Regions from separate parts of the Sus scrofa genome. Here region 2 is linked to region 1. The links are chromatin contacts, called in public HiChIP or PLAC-seq maps. All regions are on one chromosome and are shown on one strand. Each heading gives the region's core, a stretch centred on a gene start, on an enhancer-like site or on the middle of the called end of the contact. The rest is flanking DNA. Distances are from core to core; before and after follow the strand shown.

What was found. HiChIP or PLAC-seq counts read pairs in DNA pulled down with a chosen protein or histone mark.
Region 2: a contact with region 1 is called in an H3K27ac HiChIP or PLAC-seq map of alveolar macrophages. The contact joins two enhancer-like sites. A contact is called at or near these places in 2 of 47 Hi-C or Micro-C datasets (epiblast stem cells and skeletal muscle) and 1 of 2 datasets of contacts at active chromatin or transcription factors (alveolar macrophages).

Annotation. Positions count from the first base shown.
Region 1 is chr14:113,785,940-113,792,186 of Sscrofa11.1, forward strand. All of the region lies in intron 2 of WBP1L (WW domain binding protein 1-like), which reads left to right. Among named protein-coding and RNA genes, the nearest start is that of CYP17A1, 31 kb to the right of the region's middle. Within about 2 kb of position 4,167, at least 25 of the 83 cell types and tissues checked have an H3K27ac peak or open chromatin away from gene starts, as enhancers often do. A contact at or near this core is called in alveolar macrophages, where this site is marked.
Region 2 is chr14:114,172,393-114,178,106 of Sscrofa11.1, forward strand. All of the region lies in intron 10 of PCGF6 (polycomb group RING finger protein 6), which reads right to left. Among named protein-coding and RNA genes, the nearest start is that of NT5C2, 7.8 kb to the left of the region's middle. Within about 2 kb of position 2,924, at least 10 of the 83 cell types and tissues checked have an H3K27ac peak or open chromatin away from gene starts, as enhancers often do. A contact at or near this core is called in alveolar macrophages, where this site is marked.

The DNA.
Region 1 (6,247 bases), core at 2,917-5,416:
TGTAAGAACCACCAAGGCTTCCAGAATTTCTCATAGATCGTCAAGGAGCTCCCTCTGTTTCTCAAGGTCCCTCTCAAAGGGATAATCTCTCCCGAGGATTTTGGCAGCCAAGCCCTCCTGGAGAGAAAGGAGTCTTGAAGTTCAGCCCGTTTTGTTCCTTCCCCAGGTCTCAAACTGAGGTGTCTAGAGGCTCCTCCAGTCTGTCTGATCTCTTACTATCAGCTCAGTGCCATGTGGAGACCATCCCTGTCTTGCCTGGCTTGGTGGCAGCCAGGACCATTGGCACCTTGCAGAGTTCCACGAGGGTGGGGACATTGCCAATGGTCTTCAGAGAGTGACCCAGGCTTGGAGAGTTTGCTAAAGCACTTTGTACCCCGATCTTCTCGGAACTCAGATGAGACGCTCTAGGGTGCCGGACAAAGAAGGGGAAGGTGAGAGAGCCCTGAGGGCGGAGAGTTCCCAGGTGACCAGCATTGTGGTAGCTGTCACAACTGTCTGTTGATGAGGAAACGGTAGATTGTTTCCCCAGGTAATTCTGAGCCCCGTCACTCCTTCCATTTGGGCTTGCTTGTCACCCATTCCCTTACTGCCACCACCGTCTCTGGCCTTTTTCCCCTTCTCCTTTCTGATCTCCGTATTCCCCCCACATCAGTGATACGATCAGAAAGCAGCCAGAGGGACTAATGTTTAAAATGGAAAGGAAATTAGACTCTTGGCTGGGAAGCCTCTCCCTCTAAATGCAAACGGATCCTGTAGCTGTGGGAGTGGGTTCCACAAACAGGACCTCTCCTCGCCGCCGTCTTTCCCTTTAGAGGACCAGCTCATCTGCCTTTCTGAGGAATCCCAGGGGTGGGTAAGCGCAGACTCCTCCCCAGGGAGAGAACAGGGCCCAAGACGTCCCCAGCAGTCCTCCCCGTACATCAGCAGCAGCAAAGGCAGGCCTGGAGTTGCCGGCGCTATTTTAGAAGGGGTGGGGCTGAGGGACACGCTTGAGAAACACAGAGTACCCAGGCAGGTGGACAGACTGTGTTTAAATGTTTTAAAATGCAGATAACCACAGGTTTCAAGTTCCCCCCACCCCTTGTTAAAACAAAAGTTGAAGCTGGGCTGCCAAAAAGCCCCAGAGCTGTGGTTGGTTTGTTTTTCTGGGGCCCAGCCCAGGCGCATCAGTTGTGGAAAGGAATGGAGCTGCTGATGGCCCTGTCTCAGATTGACAAGGCCTCCTGGGCCGTTGGCAGAGCAGACTCCGTGGCCACCGGAATTGGGTCACCCAAGCCAGGGCTGAGGGGAAGGGCGGCAGGGACAGGGGGACCCAGATGGCAGGGAGGCAGGCAGATAGGCTGGGAACCAGGCCCTTCACCCAAGGGCCCGAAGAGAGCCAGAGAAAGAGCTGCACAGTTCTGGTAAGCTGGGAAAGGGGTGGCCAGACAGAGACCAGGGGCAGGACGGGGAGGAGAGACTCACCCTGTCCAGGTTGGCTCGTGCTTTCCAGATTCTGTAAAAGCAGACCTTTCCTCCTGGGCCTGTGCCCAGACATGGCTTTTTGGTCAGAAGATGCCCAGTGAGTGTTCGCCGCCTGTCAGAATTCTTTGGTTTTCCTCCTTCTTGAGGGCCTGGCCTGAGCCTGCTATGTATAGGAGGGAGGCTGGGTGTAGGAATGAGCCCTTTCAGTTCTCATCAGGACTGTGCTTTTTGTCCCTTTGAACCTGGTTCCCTCTAATTGCCTCTGAACTTTGCCTGAAACGTGGAAGTAATGGGCTTTGGGTTATTCTTTTGGTCTCTTTCCTTTGGAAGGAAAAATCTCAGCCAGGAAATCCTTGGCAGGGTTTTCATCAAAGTACCTCTTTAACTAGAGTTGCTTACAGGGAAGGCCTTACGGGGAAAATAATGCCATTTCCACCAACCCTCATACCACTACTAAGCTGAATTTTCCTGTGTGTTGAGGACTGTCTCTCTCACACACACACACACACACACACACGTACGCACGCACACACGACGTTACACAGACACACAAGCACACACAGACCTTAAGCTGCAGCCAGCACCCTTTCTTCCAGGTCTTTTCCGCCTCTTGTAACATAAGCCAGTCATCATTACTGGGTCTGTGTCAGTCCAGAAGAGAAGGTCCGGTTTTACCACTGCTGTGGTTGAGGCTGTAAGGACCTGGTCATTCTTATTATCATCCCGTGCATTTTTATGGCAGTTGTACTTTCCCTCATCATTCAGTCATTTATTCAGCAAACTTGTTCCAGTGGTTCTCAGACTTGGCAAGCATCTGCGTTTCCTGGAGGGCCTATTAAAACACAGATTTCTCGGCCCCACTCCCAGAGTTTTTGATTCAGCAGGTCTGCAGTGGACCTGAGAGTTTGCCATTCTAACAAGTTCCTACTGGATGCTGTGGCCTCTTCTGTGTTAGAGGGTGTGGGGAGACAGAATCCTTGCCATCAAGAAGGGAGTCTCTTAGCAGAGAGAAGAGGTGAAACACATGCTTCACTCACTAGTAATGCAAAGTACAGAGCTGAGTGTCTCTGCCAGGAGCGTTTGCGCTAGCTGGGCAGGATCCAGGCAGACTGCGTGGAGGCGGTGCCATTTGAGATAGGCCTTGAAGAACATATGGAGAAGGGTAGAATGACTTCCCAGGCAGAGGAACACCAAACACCATAGGTCAAGGTCCCCCTGGAAAGAACAGAGCCTGCAGCGCGTTAGCCTTTCTCCTGGGGCTGTGGGGCTCCCCTGGGGGTGGGGTGGGGATGAGGGTACTGATGTGCATAGAACTTGGTAAGGTCATCATGCAGGTCGGCCCCTCTGGCCCCAAGAACAACCCTGCCCTGTATGCAGAGCCAGGGACGCTGAGTCGTGGGTTCAGTGGGATTCACACAAAGTCACCCCCTTCGAGAATTCTCAAGTGTCAGGCTGGAAGGGCGGTTGGCCCAGGTCATGGAGGGTCTCAGATATGCATGTTGGAGTTCCACTGAGCATGCCCTGCATGGCCAGAGAGAGCAAAGAGAAAAGTTTGAGACCCCAGGAGGCTAAGAATGTGCTAAAGGCCAAACAAAGAGCCTGAACCCGTCTCCTGATGCTCATCCCAGGGCTCTGTCTACTCACCAAGCTCCATTTTCCAGGGAGAGGTCAGAGTTGGGAATTTCCGTTCCTGAGATAATTCAGGGGACCTTCATTCAGGTGTCATTTTCCCTGATTTGGGCTTCAGTGGGGAAGAGGGGTCTGTTTCTAGATGGTGGAAATTTCCCTGAGGGGACGTGAAACAGATTTTTATCAAATCCAATCCGTTTAACTCTGCTCAGCTTTTCACCTGCTGACTTTTATTCTTTTTAGTTTGTCTTGAGATACACATTGTTGAGCCGGTCTTAAGGGGGGGGCTGTAACATTTGCCACCCTGAGCAGAGTGGACACCAGAGGCCTGGGGTCTCCTTCCAAGCCCCGTCTGGAGCCCAGCTCCTAGCATCCAGGCTTCTAGATCAGTAGTAGGTGGGCTGGTTTTCCAGTGAATTGAGGCAAAAGTAGGACCTAGAAGGGAACTTTGGGCTTGTAACTCCCTCAGTTTTTTATGGAATACGGTTAGGGGGTTAGAAAGGAAATTTAAAGGAAGCCCTTTCCATCTGTGACCGTGCCTGGAACAACAATGGTAAGAATAAGCTAGAGTTCCTTTATGGCACAGCAGGTTGAGAATCTGGCATTGTCACTGCTGTGGCTTGGGTTCAATCCCTGGTCCAGGAACTTCCACATGCCATTAATGTGGCCCCCAAAAATAATAAGCTAGAGAACCTATTACACACCAGACATGGTTTAGAGTACTCTGCATATATTAACTTCGTTATCCTCACCGGGACCAAGTGGGTAGAAACCATTATTGTCTTCATTTTATAGAGGAGGAAAGTAAAAGCAAAGCGACCAAGGTCACAAAGCTGGGAATGAAACGTGTCCATGCTTTCCAATGCAAGTCCTCCGAAGTCTTCATTTCCCCAATTCAGGCCTTTTCCACAGTGGCAGTGGCAGGAGCTAAGAGCTCTGAGGGGCCAGGGAGGTCACCCACCATCCTGTGGGCTAGAAGGAGAGCTAATTTACAGTATACTTTGGCTTCCTAATGAGGAATTTCCTGCCAGTTGGGGAGTGGTGTTTTCCCAAGTTTATAGTGAACTCTGGGGCACATGACTCAGTTCCTACATTGGACTGTGATTGTTTTTAAAAACATGTTTTCCATTTTGCTTAGCATGACAAATGCACCCCACCACGAGGTCGCAGCTTTCAAAGGTCACTGGGGAATGCAGTCTTCCGGGGAGGTAATGAGTTTGAGGAGGAGGGCGTCCTGCTGCCTTCTTTGTCTGTGTGGCTCTTTCATGAGGTTTGCCTTTTTAAGACTTTCCTCCTTGTTTGTGAAATCTAGTGAAAATATCAAAAGTTTGCACAACTCCGCAGGGACTAGTCTGGATGGTCCCCCTTTTAAAGTTGATGGGACACGGCTTTGACTAGAATAGCTGCCAAGTGAATCTGTTGCGTGAGGGATAGACCAGAATGCTGTCTGTCTTCCCACAGTTAACTCCTTCAAGTGGGACCAGTCGTTAGGGGGCTTTTCTGGACCATTCCCCTTCCAGGCCCCTTCTGTTCCCAAGATAGTTTCCCCCCAGTTTTTGTTTGTTTGTTTTTAAGGCTTTTTTTTTTTTTTTTCCTTTTCTTTTGGCCGTGGTGTGCAGCAGCTTGATGTGGGATCTCAATTCCCAGACCAGGAATTGAACTGGGTTCCGCAGCAGTGAAAGCGCCAAGTCCTAACCACTAGACCACCAGGGAGTTCTTTGTTTTCCCCCAGTTTTGTTTTTTTTTGTTTGTTTTTTTTTTTTATCCTTTTAGAGCCACACCCAAGGCATATGGAAGTTCCCAAGCTAGGGGTCGATTTGGAGCTACAGCCGCTGGCCTACACCACAGCCACAGCAATGTCAGATCCAAGCCACATCTGCGACCTACACCACAGCTCACAGTAACACCGAATCTTTAACCCATTGAGTGAGGCCAAGGATCAAACCCACATTGTAATGGATGCTAGTCCGGCTCATTACTGCTGAGCCACCTCGGGAACTTCCTGTTTTCCCCCAGTTTTGAACCACACTAATAATACTTTGCGATACTATATTAGAAATGTAGAAATTAAAATGCAGTTTGAGACTTATGTAATAGCATACACGTGATCCTTGGTAGGGAGAGTTTTTCTACCCATGATACCACATGAGAAGAAACAGCTGATGGAATTTCATTAAACATTTGGGTTTGCTGGTGCTGTTAGATCTGATTAGGATAACTCTGCCAAGGGTATGCCTTCCACTTGTCTCATTTTTCTCTCTAGTCTCCTTCTACCCTGCCTGATTATTCCTCAAAACAAACAAACAGAGAAAACCTTTTTCTTTTTTCTTTTGGTCTTTTTATGGCCACACCTGCAGCATATGGAGGTTCCCAAGGCTAGGGGTCAAATAGGACCTGTAGCCACTGGCTCCACCACAGCCACAGCAGCACAGGATCTGAACCACATCTGCAACCTACGCCACAGCTCACAGCAACATGGGATCCTTAACCCACTGAGCGAGGCCAGGGATTGAACCTGCATCCTCATGGATACTAGTCAGATGTGTTTCCACTGAGCCACGATGGGAACTTCTCTTTTTCTATTATACTTCTAGTTCGGTGGAACTCAGGCTTTTCTGGAATAAGGATTCTCTTAAGAATCATGAACATTTTATTTTATTATTTATTTATTTATTTATTTTATAATGATTTTTATTTTTTTCCATTATAGCCAGTTTACAGTGTTCTGTCAATTTTCCACTGTATAGCATGGTGACCCAGTTACACATACATGTATACATTCTTTTTTCTCACATTATCCTGCTCCATCATAAGTGACCACACGTAGTTCCCAGTGCTACACAACAGGATCTCATTGCTAATCCATTCCAAAGGCAGTAGTCTGCATCTGTTAACCTCAAGCTCCCCATCCATCCCACTCCCTCCCTCTCCCCCTTGGCAGCCACAAGTCTATTTTCCAAGTTCAGAATCATGAACATTTAAAGTTCTCTCCCCCAGAAAAGCCTGTAAAGGTACTCTCTCGGTCAGGATAGGCTATAGGTTATGCTTAGTAATAACCGAGTAATAAATAAGTCCAAACTCCTAGTGGCCTAAACTAAAAGGTTTGTTGCTCACACTGTATGCCCATCACAGGTTGGATGGGAGCTTTGCTCCT
Region 2 (5,714 bases), core at 1,674-4,173, 390 kb after region 1:
GATTTTCAGGAGTAAGACAAGCCATGCCAACCAACCATAAAACAACCTTCTAATAATGGGTCGGGGAGACAGAGGAAGCCTTAAATGACTTGCTTAGGGTCTCTAACTTGACATTGGCTGAGGGGCCCAGGCAGCACTTGGTAAGAAAGGCCATCCCACTGTGGCCTTGGATGGCCTCTCACCAAACTTCCTGCCCGAGCACTCACATGGCTTCCCTACCCCTTTGTTAACCCAATTTCTCCCCAGAATACCTTAAACTCTGAGTCACCCAGAATGTGAGCTGCATTCACAGGTCACTCATCAGTTTTCTGCTTCTTGGCAGAACCCCTCAGAGAAATTCAAGCATTGCTCAACACCCTGGCCTGGAGCCTAGAAACAGCCTGCCCCCAAATCTTGTTCCCAGGAAGTATTCAGTCATAGATCCAATCAGCCAGCTTTAAAGTCTCTTCTCTTTTTCCTCCCTCCTTCTCTAACAGCATAAGGCCAGCACTTACTGCCATAAGTAGCCGTACAGGCATTACGGGTAGAGACAGTTAATCAGAAAAAATTTAGTCTAGCTAGAAACATCTAGTCCAACTTGAGACAGGACATCCATTTAAGACTTAAGAGCACCTACATCTCTTCAAAAATATGCACTCAGCTCCTACCAGGTGCCTAATACTGATCCACAGAAACATGAGTTTCTGCCCTCATGCAGGTTTCTAAGTGCTTGGAGAGATGGACTTTATTTTTTTAATTTTTTTTATTTTTTGTCTTTTTTGCTATTTCCTGGGCCGCTCCCGCGGCATATGGAGGTTCCCAGGCTAGGGGTCGAATCGGAGCAGTAGTCGCCGGCCTACGCCAGAGCCAGAACAACAACGCGGGATCCGAGCCACATCTGCAACCTACACCACAGCTCACGGCAACGCGGGATCGTTAACCCACTGAGCAAGGGCAGGGACCAAACCCGCAACCTCATGGTTCCTAGTCGGATTCGTTAACCACTGCTCCACGACGGGAACTCCTGGACTTTAAAAAAACAAATAATTATTTTGTAAGTATTATGCAGGAAAAGTAAAAGATGCTCTGAGGGAGAACAAAATAGGGTCTTGATGAGGATCCCAGGAAACATTCCCCTAAGGAAGTAACATCTCAGTAAGACCTGCAGGACCAATAGGACTTTTTAAGTAAAAAAAGTAATAGAGGGGCTTACTTGGAGGAGGAGAGAATTTCTAAAAGAGGGACCAGTGGGTACAAAGGCCCCAAATTAGGGATGAGCCTTATATTTCCACAGAATAACCAGAAGCCTAGAGAGAAAGGGAGAAAGTGACCAAAAAATGGTCCTGGAAGGAGGCAGGGCTAGACATCACAGGACACTGTAGACCATATAAATGATCTGGAATCTTACTGGAAGTTCAGTGGAGAGTAACCGATGACATAAGAGGACTGCAGAGATCAATTTATTTTGTACTATTATTATCATCATTTTAAAAATTATTTGGCCCTGCCTGAGGCATGCGGAAGTTCCTGGGCCAAGGATTGAACCCACCTGCAGCACTTACCAGAGCCACAGCAGTGACAACGTCAGATCCTTAACCACTAGTCAACCAAGGAATTCCCATCTGCCATTTAAGTGAATGGAATGTAAACAACCAATCAATGGCCTCAACATTCATGAACATTCATTTGAATCAAGCAAAAATCTAGTAGGTGCCCATTGAAAACTTCCATTGGATTTACAACGTAAGATTGTAAGAGACAGGAGTTCCTGTTGTAGCTCAGCAGAAACAATTCTGACCAGCATCCATAAGGATGCAGGTTTGATCCCTGGCCTCACTCAGTGGGTTAAGAATCTGGTGTTGCCATGAGCTGTGGTGTAGGTTGTAGACACGGCTTGGATCCCAAGTTATTGTGGCTGTGGCATGCATGGGCTGGCAGTTTCAGCTCTGATTTGACCCCTAGCCTGGGAACTTCCATATGCTGTGGGTGTGGCCCTAAAAAGATAAAAAATAAATTTAAAAGATTGTAAGAGACAAGATCTGCAACCTTTACCACGATTGTTCTATCTATTGAACACCTACCAGGTGGTAAATACTGGAGATCTAAATTGACCCTTACCCACATTCTACCCCAGAGTTGCTGAACATCTATTTAGGAAATTAGACATTTGGGTAAAACATGAAGGCAGGTCATTATAAGCTGCATGCCAGATCAGTGATCCTGACACTCCAGAGTTTCAGGAGAGATAGATTCCTGAGGAGACATAAGAGTCAGAATCAAATACATCATGATACTATTTCATACCTACTAGGATAGCTATTAGGTATCCTAGTAGGTATGAAATAGCTACTAGGATAGCTATATACATTGAGAGAGAAAGAAAAAAAAAAAAAAGAGAGAGAGAGAGATAGCAAGCCTTGGCAAGGATGGAGAGAAAAATGGAACCCTCCTGCATTGCTGGTAGGAATGTCAAATGGTGCAACATCTGTGATGGGTCCTCGAAAAGCTAAACATGGAATTACTGTATGAGCCAGCAATCCTACTTCTGGGTATATATACAAAAGAATTGAAAACAGGGATTCAAACAGATACTCAATGCCAGTGTTCATAGCAGCATTGTTCATAATAGTGAGAAAGTAAAATCAACACAAATGTCCATCAACACATGAATGGATAAATAAAATATGATACATCTACACAATGAAATATTATTTAGACAAACCAACAAATAAAATTCTGGTACCTGCTACGACATGGATAATCCTTGAAAGCACTATGCCAAGTAAAATAAGCCAGACACAAAAGGACAAATATGATATGATTCCACTTATGTGAAATATCTAAAATAGGCAAATTCATAGACACAGAAAGTAGATTAGAGGTTACCAGGGGCTTGGGCAACTGGGAGGAAGAGGGAGTTATTGCTTCATGGGTCCAGAACTTCTGTTTGGGATGATAAAAAAGTGCTGAAAACAGGCAGTGGTGTTGGTTGCACAACACTGCTAGTTACGCCACTGAACTGTACACTTACAAATGGTTAACATGGCAAATTTTATGTTACATATATTTTACCATAGTGAAAAAAATTTCAAAAAAACTTTAAAAAGAAATCAAGTTCCTAAATAGGACCATTTCCTCCATGTTCAGGAGGCTCCTTCTAAATGCACTTTTCAGATGCTGGTCCCAAGTCCCCGCCTACATTGTTTCCTCTGACTGAAAAGCTCTTTTAACATTTTGAACTCTCTTAGTCCTTTCAGCCTTAGCTCCACTATTACTCAGGGAGGCCTTCCCAACCTTGTTACCCCAGTATTTTCTTAACATGCTGCCCATATCCCTGCTTCCCTTCCCACGATTACAATTAAATACCTATTTGTGTGACTATGTCTTTAATATCTGCCTCCTCAGTAGGCTGTAAGCGCCAAGAGGGCAGGGATAATCCTGTCCACTGTGTCTATCATGTCCACGGAGAGGGGATACAGCTCCTCGCCAAGGGTCTGGCACCCTGGGGGTTCCATATGTACTTTTAAATAAATGAGTAACTAAATGAATGTGTGGTAGGATTGTGAGCAGATTTTAACTTAATGCCTTTTACAATTCTGAAAGTAGATTAAATTATTTTTTTTCCTTTCCTTTTCTCTCTCTTTTTTTTTTTTGCCATTTCTTGGGCTACTCCCACGGCATATGTAGGAGGGTCGAGTTGGAGCTGTAGCTGCTAGCCTACACCACAGCTCACAGCAACACCAGATCCTTTACCCACTGAGCAAGGCCAGGGACCGAACCTGAAATCTCATGGTTCCTAGTCGGATTCGTTAACCACTGAGCCACGATGGGAACTCCTTTTTCTCTTTTTTTATGGAGGCACCTGAGGCATATGGAAATTCCCAGGCCAGGGGTCAAATCAGAGCTGCAGCTGCCAGGATCTGAGCCGCATCTGTGACCTACACCAGAGCTTAGGGCAATGATGGATCCTTAACCCACTAAGCAAGACCGGGGATCGAACCTGCATCCTCATGGATACTAGTTGGGTTGTTAACCCACTGAGCCACAATGGGAACTCCTAAATTACTTTTTTAAGGGCAGCACATCAGGGGTCTCATTCTTTTTGTTTTGGTTTGGTTTTTGTTTTACAAACGTGTGAAACTATTAATTTGTATTGCTCACGTTGACTTCAACGTATACTTTTTTGATGACAGTATATTCTACCATGTAACTTTGAAAGCAATCAAATTTTTGAAAGTTTATTTTAGGATTTCACACAGTGACATATGGGGTTAATAATCCAGTGTTGTCTCTGCAGTAGCTCGGGTTGCTGCTGAGGCACGTGTTCAATCCCTGACCCAGTGCAGTGGGTTAAGGATTTGATGTTGCCACACTGCAACTGTGGCAGCTTTGGCTTGGATTTCTTCCCTGCCCCTGGAAATTCCATATGCCTCAAGTACAGCCCAAAAAAAATTATTTTATTAAAGTATAGCTGATTAGGGCTCTCACTCTTACATCTTTGTGCTCTATCCTGTGAAATCTTCAGCAGTCTCTTGAGCAGGAACCTGAGTGAGACTTTAGTACAATTTGTTTCCAGGTAAATCTGCTACATCACCAGCCACTCCAACCTTGGTCTCTAAGTGTCCATCTAAAATAAGTGATGAGTTGTTGGACAAAAATGGTACACTTCTTCCCTGTGGCACCAGAACTGCCAGCCCCCTCTAGAGCATTTCACATGTTCAGGTTAGGAGGCATTCGATTGCGACTAAAGCATACTAATGTCAGAATGAGAAAAGGCATTTACTCATCTATTGGGGAAACCAATTCTTTGATAAGCATAGATAAGTTTAGACCTTATGCCATTAGTCAATAAAGGCATTTCCTAACCGACTGGATGTCCTCATCTTGACATTCCACATCAACCTCAGTAAAGCACTTTCTGGGCTAAAAGGAAGCTAAGCAAATATCTCATTATTTTGGGGACAAGAAGTACAAATAGAAATTGATTTAAGGAATTTATCTTTGGATGTGAACATTTGTAGGAACAGAAAGGCATGCAACACAGGAAGAAGCACACAACTCACAACAGCTTTTATAGAAACAAATTTTGTCCCACAGACCATTATTCTCTCAGCCCACAAAGCAATCTTCTTTCTTTTTACTTTTTTATGTGTTACATATAAAATGCATAAACCTTGGGAGGGGGAGGGAGTGGGAGGGATCGGGAGCTTGGGCTTATCAGACACAACCTAGAATAGATTTACAAGGAGATCCTGCTGAATAGCATTGAGAACTATGTCTAGATACTCATGTTGCAACAGAAGAAAGGGTGGGGGAAAAATGTAATTGCAATGTATACATGTAAGGATAACCCGACCCCCTTGCTGTACAGTGGGAAAAAATAAATAAATAAATAAAATATAAAATGCATAAACCAGAGATTACAAAGCAAACCAGTGACTATAGAAGTTAGGAAACTTTTGACCACAAGTAACAGGAAACCCTGTTTCTGTTAAACCTTGTATCTTGTTTAAAACAGGCTTAAACTTATCTAGAGGTATGGTAGGCTCCAGGGCACATGGTACAGTGACTGACACTGCCACAGGGAACAGGTTTCATTTCTCTGCCCTGCAGGCTTCAGGGTTGCCTTCATCCTAAAACATGTTCCCTTCATGCTTATAGGATGGTTACAAGTTTCCTTATTCATGTAAACACAAGATTCTAAGTCCTTCCCTTCAACCTAACTGGGATGATTT